Regions from separate parts of the Gossypium hirsutum genome. Here region 1 is linked to region 2. The links are chromatin contacts, called in public Hi-C maps. All regions are on one chromosome and are shown on one strand. The core of a region is the stretch at or near the end of the contact, and the rest is flanking DNA. Distances in the headings are between cores, read along the strand shown.

Region 1 (4,090 bases), core at 1,053-3,552, 49 kb after region 2:
CAGGAGAACTTATAACAGTTTTTTTTTACCATTGGTCATACACTATTGATTGTATTGATCGGATTTAACAGACCTAAAAATATTTGAATCAGCATCATGTAAAATTCACAAGGATTGGCCGATTCCACAGCAAATACCTCCAAAGAATAGAATAACCTTTCCAATATTATTAAATTAGGAGAATATAAAAAAGCTTACCAGCTTTTGAAAGTTGCCGTGCTTCTGAATTTGCCCAATTAATGAATTCATCAGTTTGACCTTCAACAAATGGCTCGAGGCGATTTTTCAGTAATGTGATGAGCTTTTCTTCCCTTTCTTTCTGAACTGTCTGCATGGTGAAAAAGGGAAAAAGAAAATAAGTAAAACTGAAAAGACAAACATTTAAAGGAGAAAAAAAACTTATAAATAAGGTTTCACTTTCATCTTTTCCTGAAGTTTCTGCATTCGAGCATCCTTATCAAGTGAATCATCATCAATTTCAGTTTCAACGGTTGCCAAAGAAGCCAGTGCTAGTTGGCCAACGTATTCTTCAAAGAATTCACTCCCAAAAAGCATCCCAAACACAGCTGAAGGATCCAACATGGAGTCCCTTTAACAAGAAAAAGTAAACTAATTAATAATTAAGAAGTTAATAAAGCATACCACTTGCTTGTAAACTTGATGAATGTCACTTTCTAGTAAATTTTTTTGTCCTAAAAACGAAAGTTTAAAAATCATACTCAAAAAAAGAGAACTTACGGTTGTACTCCTGCCTTTCCATGTTTGTCGTATGCTTCACGCTTTTCAGGATCACTTAGAACTTGATAAGCCTCACCAAGTGCCTAAGATAAGTACAAAATACATTATAGGAAATGAAGATGAAAAATAAGTTTTCGTGACCATGGCTTTCAATTTGAGCAGTTTGAGAAACATGAAAGGGCAAATTCAATAGAAATACTGCTTTAAAGTAGGTACAATAATAATAAGTTGGAAAATTTTCAAAAAATGTTAAATCAGGGAGCTTACCTGAAAATTTTCAGCAGCTTTTGGATCTCCAGGATTTTTATCAGGGTGAACGAGCCTTGCCTGAAAAATACCGCATACGAATCATATAATAATACATAACATATTTCATCACCCAAATCTCTTATTCTTGCTATAGTTTCAACACACATCCATTAAAGTACAAATCCAACCCTAATTCCCATAAAAGTACAGCAGCATCTCATATGTGTTTCTGGAACTGTACATATTTCAAATAGACCAAAAGTCTAAACAAGATGAAGATGAAATTAGAAGCTTACTTTGAGGTAATAAGCCTTCTTGATTTCAGCTGCGGATGCATCAACGTTGACACCCAGTACGTCATAATATGCAGTGTCTTTTACCATTGTTATTCTCTTGGAACAGCTTTTAGCTTTAGAATTAGGTAGCCGAATACAACTAATTAGCTTCATTATGAACAAAAAAGAAAGCAAGAAAAAGCTAATGACAAATTTCTCAAAATCAGAAAAGTTTATAGTTGTATAAACAAAATGGGTATCCACGAATTATGAAAAATAAAGGAATCTTTCAATGCTAAAACCAAGAAAAGGGAATATTGTTTTGAAATTTTGAATTCTAACTATGACCATGGATGACATAAGAATAAATTCAGATCTCTAAATTAAAGTAACAACAAATGATGGGAACTGAAGAATAAGCAAATTCCTGCTGAAAATAAGCATTGTAAACTCATATTTAACAAGAAAAAACAAAAGCAAAAAGAAGAAGATTCAACTTACATGTTAAGGAAAGTGAAGATGAACTGGCTAGGGAAACGAAAGATCGATATAAACTAAATGGAAATCAGTCACTCACCGACCCAAGAAAAGAAAATAACCTAAACACAAACTTAAGATATATATGCAGAAGATTAGGCGACGTGATGGGTCCATCAATGAGGCTTTGATTATTACACGTGTATGAACGCGTTGGCCAATAAAATATAAGCAACAACGTCTCATTTTGTCGGACGGAACCACATTGCTTGGTGTGCTAAGTAAATGTTTGTGAAAATGCCATATCGAAATGGACAGGGCAGCAACGTTGTACTTTCTCTCTTTTCATTTCTGGTGGAAAGAGAATCTTGAAAGGAAGCTTCCAAGAGCCAGCTCAACCAGCCATGCACGCGTACCTTGGCCGTGCCCATGTTAGAAACTCATCACAAGCTGGCTATGAACTTTAGAAAACTTCTCATCTAAGTTTTTTTTCTCGAAAGCAGGAACATTTCATAAATAAAAATTAAGTAATAGTTCGATACAAATGTTCCCCATAGTCATCAACCATCAAAAGAGGGGAAAGACCGATAGGAGGTGCATCATAAATACATAAAATATCATGCTCGAAAATAAAATCCGAGAATTGGTGGCTTGAAAATTACTCCCCATATGAGGGAACATCCTCACATCTATTGTCCTCTCTAAAAATGTGTTTCATCGTCTTTTGCTCCAACCTGGCTATAGCAGTTCTACAATTGGAAACAAGGGTAGACATCATTATGTTAGTGTTAAAGAGTTACTCTGCTGTTAAGATATCCTATTAGTTGTAATTTTTTATTCAAGCAGTTAAGCTGTTAGCAAGAAGCAGTTATTCATATGTTCTATAAATATTATAGTCATATTGTACAAAGGTAGATTAGAAGTCCAAATACAGAAATACTCTTTTCAATATTCAGTATAGTTTTCTTTCTATTCAGTTTTCAGTATAGTTTTATTCTTTTAATTTACAACAAATTCTTAATTCATCGTAGCTTTCAACATGGTATCAGTCGCCTAATGTACTGGAGACCTGTTTCCATGACCACCAACGCGGCTGCTGACTCTGCCTCCGTTGAGCATGGCTGTCCGGCCTTCATTGGTGCTCGGCTTGTCCAGACTTTCCCTCGTTATGAGACTGTCAAGCTCAATGATGGCACGTTCGTTCAATGGCAACAGCATGTTAGGTTGATTATCGTAAGATACGAGTTAACCGGATTTTTGGATGGCAAGTTACCTATTCCGTTGCGTTTTGTGCAGTCTCCGGAGGGCACTTTAGTTCCAAATCCGGATGCCTCCGCGTTTGTTCAACAAGACAGGTTACTTGCCTCTTAGTTGCTTTCTACCATTAATCCCTCCCTCTTATCTTCTTTTACAGAGGCTCGAACGACATGTGATGTGTGGAAAACAGCCACTCGACTCTTTGTTGCCACCATCGGTGTGAAGCTATCTCGCCTGTAATACCCCTACCCGTATTCATTGCCGGAATAGGGTACGAGGCATTACCGGAGTTTACGAATTAATTTTTTTTTATATTCAATATAGCCCTTTTATAAATATCTAACCTTCCCTGTAATATTAAATCGAGACCAATCCACATCAACCAAATCAATTCAACATATTTTCATGATAGATTCATGCATTTATATAAGATAACGTCATCACATATCTATAACCAGGTTTGTTAACCATACTAATGGCTAACTTTACATTCATTTCACGTTAACATTTACTTTGTTAGCTTATACATGCCTTTGATTTCCAAAATAAAGTTTCTTTATATACCGAAATCCTAAGGTTGACAGTGTGATGTGTCTCCGACCAAATCCGACCTCTGAGCTCTTAACACTACAAAACAGGGAAAAAGGAAACGGGGTAAGCACTTTGTGCTTAGTAAGCTCATGTAACAAGAATTATACTTACCTAATATTTCAATACAATACAATAAACATCCATATATCCATTCAATGCATTATTACCCTAATATGCACAAACTCAACATTCAAGTTAGTACAATAATTTCCATGTACCAATAATATATACTATGATTGATGAGCTCGTCAATACCATGATTTTCATTTCCTTGTTATTTTTCTATATTTATCCCATTGAATTTCTTGGAATTTTCGATGGATTTTCAGAGGTACACTTTTAGTGTACAATTTCGGGTCTGTCAATTCATATTCATGTGCGCACATTTCCATTTTAGAGAGCACACTCCCGCGAACCTCAACCTTGCAGCGGGATTACCAGTCCAGGCTAAATCCCCTGCAATATAAACTCATAGAGTATTGTAGGGATTGCCAGTCCAGGCT
Region 2 (3,795 bases), core at 421-2,920:
AACCCCGGATGCTCCACCCAACCAGCTAAAAACCGAAAAAGTCTTATAGAAGAAGGCTGAACAATCAGCATAAGGGATAATTTTAGTGGTCTGTGATCTGATTTAAGCTTTTGGAGATGTAGAACTTTGGACGAAGGAAACTTCAGACCCCAAGCATCATTACAAATTGCTCTGTCAAGTCTCTCAAAAACTCCCCCTCTTTTCCAAGTAAAATTAGGCCCACTAAAACCCAGATCATACAAACCCATAGAATCTATGAACTCACTAAAGAGAACACATCGTTTCCCAATAGTTCGACCACCTCTTTTTTCGCATGACGCTAGAATAGCATTGAAATCACCAATTGCCAACCACGGAGACCCATCCACCGGCACAGTATATTTAAGAGCCTCCCATAATTGCTTTCGCTTCTGACCATTAGGACTGCCGTTTACAAAAGTGACCAAAATCGGTTGCCGATAAAACTTCCCAGAGACTCTAAGAAAAATAAATTGGAGATGATTCCCCAAGATATCAATAGAAATGGAGTCCTTCCAACCAATCCAAATACCACCCAAGAAACCCACAGCCTCCACTCGATGTGAAAACTCAAAGCCGAGCTTAGCAATAATAGAATTAGCTTTGGGTCCACTTACCCTTATTTCTAAAAGACCAACCAAATCAAGCTTATGCTCCCTATTATACTCCAAGAAGATGCGAAGGAATTTCAAGCTGGCACAACCTTGATAATTTCAACAAAAAATAGTAAAATTCATAGATACCAAAATAAAAGAAATAACAGTATTACCGCCAACTTATGCAGGTGTGGATTCAGAACCACCAGACTGTCTTTCAGCACGCTCTCCAATAACATCTGATCCAGGCCCACCTTGTGAATTAACAATATTGACCATGGAGCTTATAGTATCTGATAATGGGATTCGAGAAATTTTTGCATTTTTTAATCTACCGCCTTTGTCTTTAAAAGAACGATTAAACGAAGCTCCCCCACGATTATTCCCAACTTTATTCTCCGAACCTCGTCCTCTGGAAACAGAAAAAGATTTATTAGAACCAATTAAAATATTTTTCTCATTACCTTTAGGCGCTTTATCCAAATTTTTATCTTTAATAATAACCGCCGAATGATGCTTCGGGTTTAAAAAATTAGCGTCCAGGTCGACCACCAATTCATTAGAACCTTCGAACATGGGGTTATTAAGAACCAAATTCTCCTTCCTAAATTCTGGGAGACCCGAATGCTCCTTTTCTATTTCTTGCTCAAAAACAACTTTAGAAGAAGTGTTATCCGCAAATTGATTTTTTTAAAAAATATTATGCCCATTAGGAAATGAACTATCCAAACCATTAAAAAATGACCCATTAGAATTTAAAGGAACGTTTAGCCTAGCCTGCTCCCTACTTGGCCCACTAATCGATCCATCTAGCAGCTCGTCAGCATGCGCCGCTCCCAACTTTAAATTTATAGACCCTGTAGGCGATACCAGAGAAGTAGAATTAGTAGAATTACAGAATTGGTCTTTGTCTTTTTGCGAAAAATCACCAAACCCCATAGGCCTTTTTCCCACTAACTTAGACCCACTATCCCCATTGCCCAGACCTGCTCCAGCAGCAGCCATACCACTCACCCTCGAGCCCAAAACAGGTCTGACCACATCCATAGAGCCCTCCTCAGCCCTGCGACCCACCTCCTCTAAATCACCCGAAGGCCTAACAACCCTATTCTCCTTAAGATTACCCCCTAGTTCAACGTGTCTTCTATCCTTCCCACTTCCAGAACCCCCAACAGCTTCATCAAGACCACCGCCTAAAATGTTTCTCTCAATTAAAGGCGTGAACCTAGATCCCAACGGATCTTTGCCTAATTTTGCAGTCTCGTTAGCCCTAAAATCACGTGATCCCCTTCGTGATTTCTTCTCAACTAACATCCATGGTCCGAAATCATTGTTCTTTCCTTCTCCGCCCTCATCGACCGTTCCACCAGAAGTCTTCACCGTTGGGGCCTCCATACTATCCAAAATCATCTTCGGCCTTTCCAAAGCCGCACCACTCCCGTCCACGAACACAACTCTTTGACGTGCCCATATCGTCCACAGCTGAAACAAACCGTCGGGAAGGATTTATATTCTACCCGTTGGATATCACCATCGACCAAAACCTTTGAGATAAGAGGTTCGTCAAGATTAACAAACACTGCCAATTGGGCAAACTTCCCCCTTGTGCTATTATCAGTTTGGAAATATAATTTGACAACTTTTCCGACTAAACCCCCAATTACTTCAATAATTAGCCTTTTGTACAGATAACCCGGAAGCCCCGGCAGACGGATCCAAGCCAGCACCACGCTGGGGTAAAGCTGCGCTGGGTTGAACTTTCTCGTCCCAGGCTGAACAATGAGGTATTGCTCGAAAATTATCCACGGCCCTTGAGTTAAAACTTTGTTATAATCCTCCATGTCCTGAAACTTAACAAAAAAATAACCATTGGTAATATCCATTAGATGAAAAGAATTCGCAGGTTTCCATAGGTTAAGTAAACGGTTATAAAGCACGTTATAACCAATGTTTCGCCCGAGTAGTTTAAAAATAACCGTTGATTCCATTTCTTTAAAGAGAATATCTTTGATGCATTCCGAAAAAGCAATTGCCGGAATCCCATTAACCATTGAGGTATTCATGTCACCATCCAGAATTTCTAAGTCGCCTTCATTTCTTCCAAGATTCCTTGCAGGATTCCCATCAGAGAAGGCCACTCTCTGCTCAAGAGTTTGTCTTTAAACGACATCTTCGGTTGTTGTTCAGAATCCACCACCATAATAGTTTCATCAACAACACCAGCTTCCTTAAAACGTACTTTTTTGGTATTCCGATCACCGACATCACAGAGATCACTAGCAGAACCGTTATCGCACATTTTTTCAATTAGAAAGTAAACAAAACAATGATTTTCCCATAGGATACTTCCCTTTCTCTTTTAATTACACATTCCTGCAATTTTTTTTCCAATTCTTTAACTAATCATTGAAAGCATCATTTTTAATTCTTCATTAATGTTTATATACATTGAAACTATTTCGAATGTAATATCTTCATTATAGTAGTTTAAATTAGAATGTTTTAGAAATTAATTCTCAAATTGATACAAAACATTAAAGGATACTAAATTATTTTTCATTAATGTTCTTTAGCGTATACCTATTCGACCAGTTTTTCGCTAAGGCTGGTCTTGAAAATGGAAACCCATACATTATAAAGTTACCCACTTTATATATGCTGCTTCAAGTTCTATTGAAGCAGCATATTTTAGATATGCGGCGGTGGCCATAGATGAAAGGAAACTGTTTTGAGAAGGAAGGGTATTCTTATTTAATGTACTAGAGATAAAATACGCTGAGGATGTTAATATATTGTTAGGTGTTAGTCCAAGGAGAGGAAATTTTTTTTTTTTACAAAATTAAATCAAATATATTATAAAATCTTGTAGAAGTAAGAAATTATAAGAAAATATATAAAGGAATATTTATAGAATCAAAACATAACTAAAAATATAAATTTAATATAAAAGTATTTTAGTAAATATATCGAGTTGGGCAAATTTCACCTAAGCCTAATCTTGACCTGACCATAAAAATCTTGTGTTTTAAAACCTACCTCAAATTTTTTAAAGCCTTTAACAAGTCGGGACAGATCAAAATTTGTTGGATTCAATTTTTAGTAGATTAAATAATTAATAATTTTGTTTATTGTTTTTAATATTTAAGATAAAAGGACATTAAGGTAAACTACATAATTGGTC

Evidence for each region. Hi-C and Micro-C count contacts between places; a contact is called where the count stands out from the background.
Region 1: a contact with region 2 is called in a Hi-C map of leaf, with 2.1 times the contacts expected there. The contact joins the promoter of LOC107928158 here to the enhancer-like site in region 2. A contact is called at or near these places in 7 of 34 Hi-C or Micro-C datasets (anther, callus, leaf and 1 more).

The regions. Positions count from the first base shown.
Region 1 is chrA12:7,819,372-7,823,461 of Gossypium_hirsutum_v2.1, forward strand. LOC107928158 (chaperone protein dnaJ 10) reads right to left here and starts at 2,303. Exons shown (of 10, transcript XM_041082613.1): 1 at 1,764-2,303; 2 at 1,284-1,396; 3 at 1,006-1,065; 4 at 739-821; 5 at 418-589; 6 at 199-328. The coding sequence starts at 1,370.
Region 2 is chrA12:7,770,746-7,774,540 of Gossypium_hirsutum_v2.1, forward strand. No RefSeq gene overlaps it. Among protein-coding and RNA genes, the nearest start is that of LOC107928097, 5.8 kb to the left of the region's middle. Within about 2 kb of position 1,671, at least 9 of the 9 cell types and tissues checked have an H3K27ac peak or open chromatin away from gene starts, as enhancers often do. A contact at or near this core is called in leaf, where this site is marked.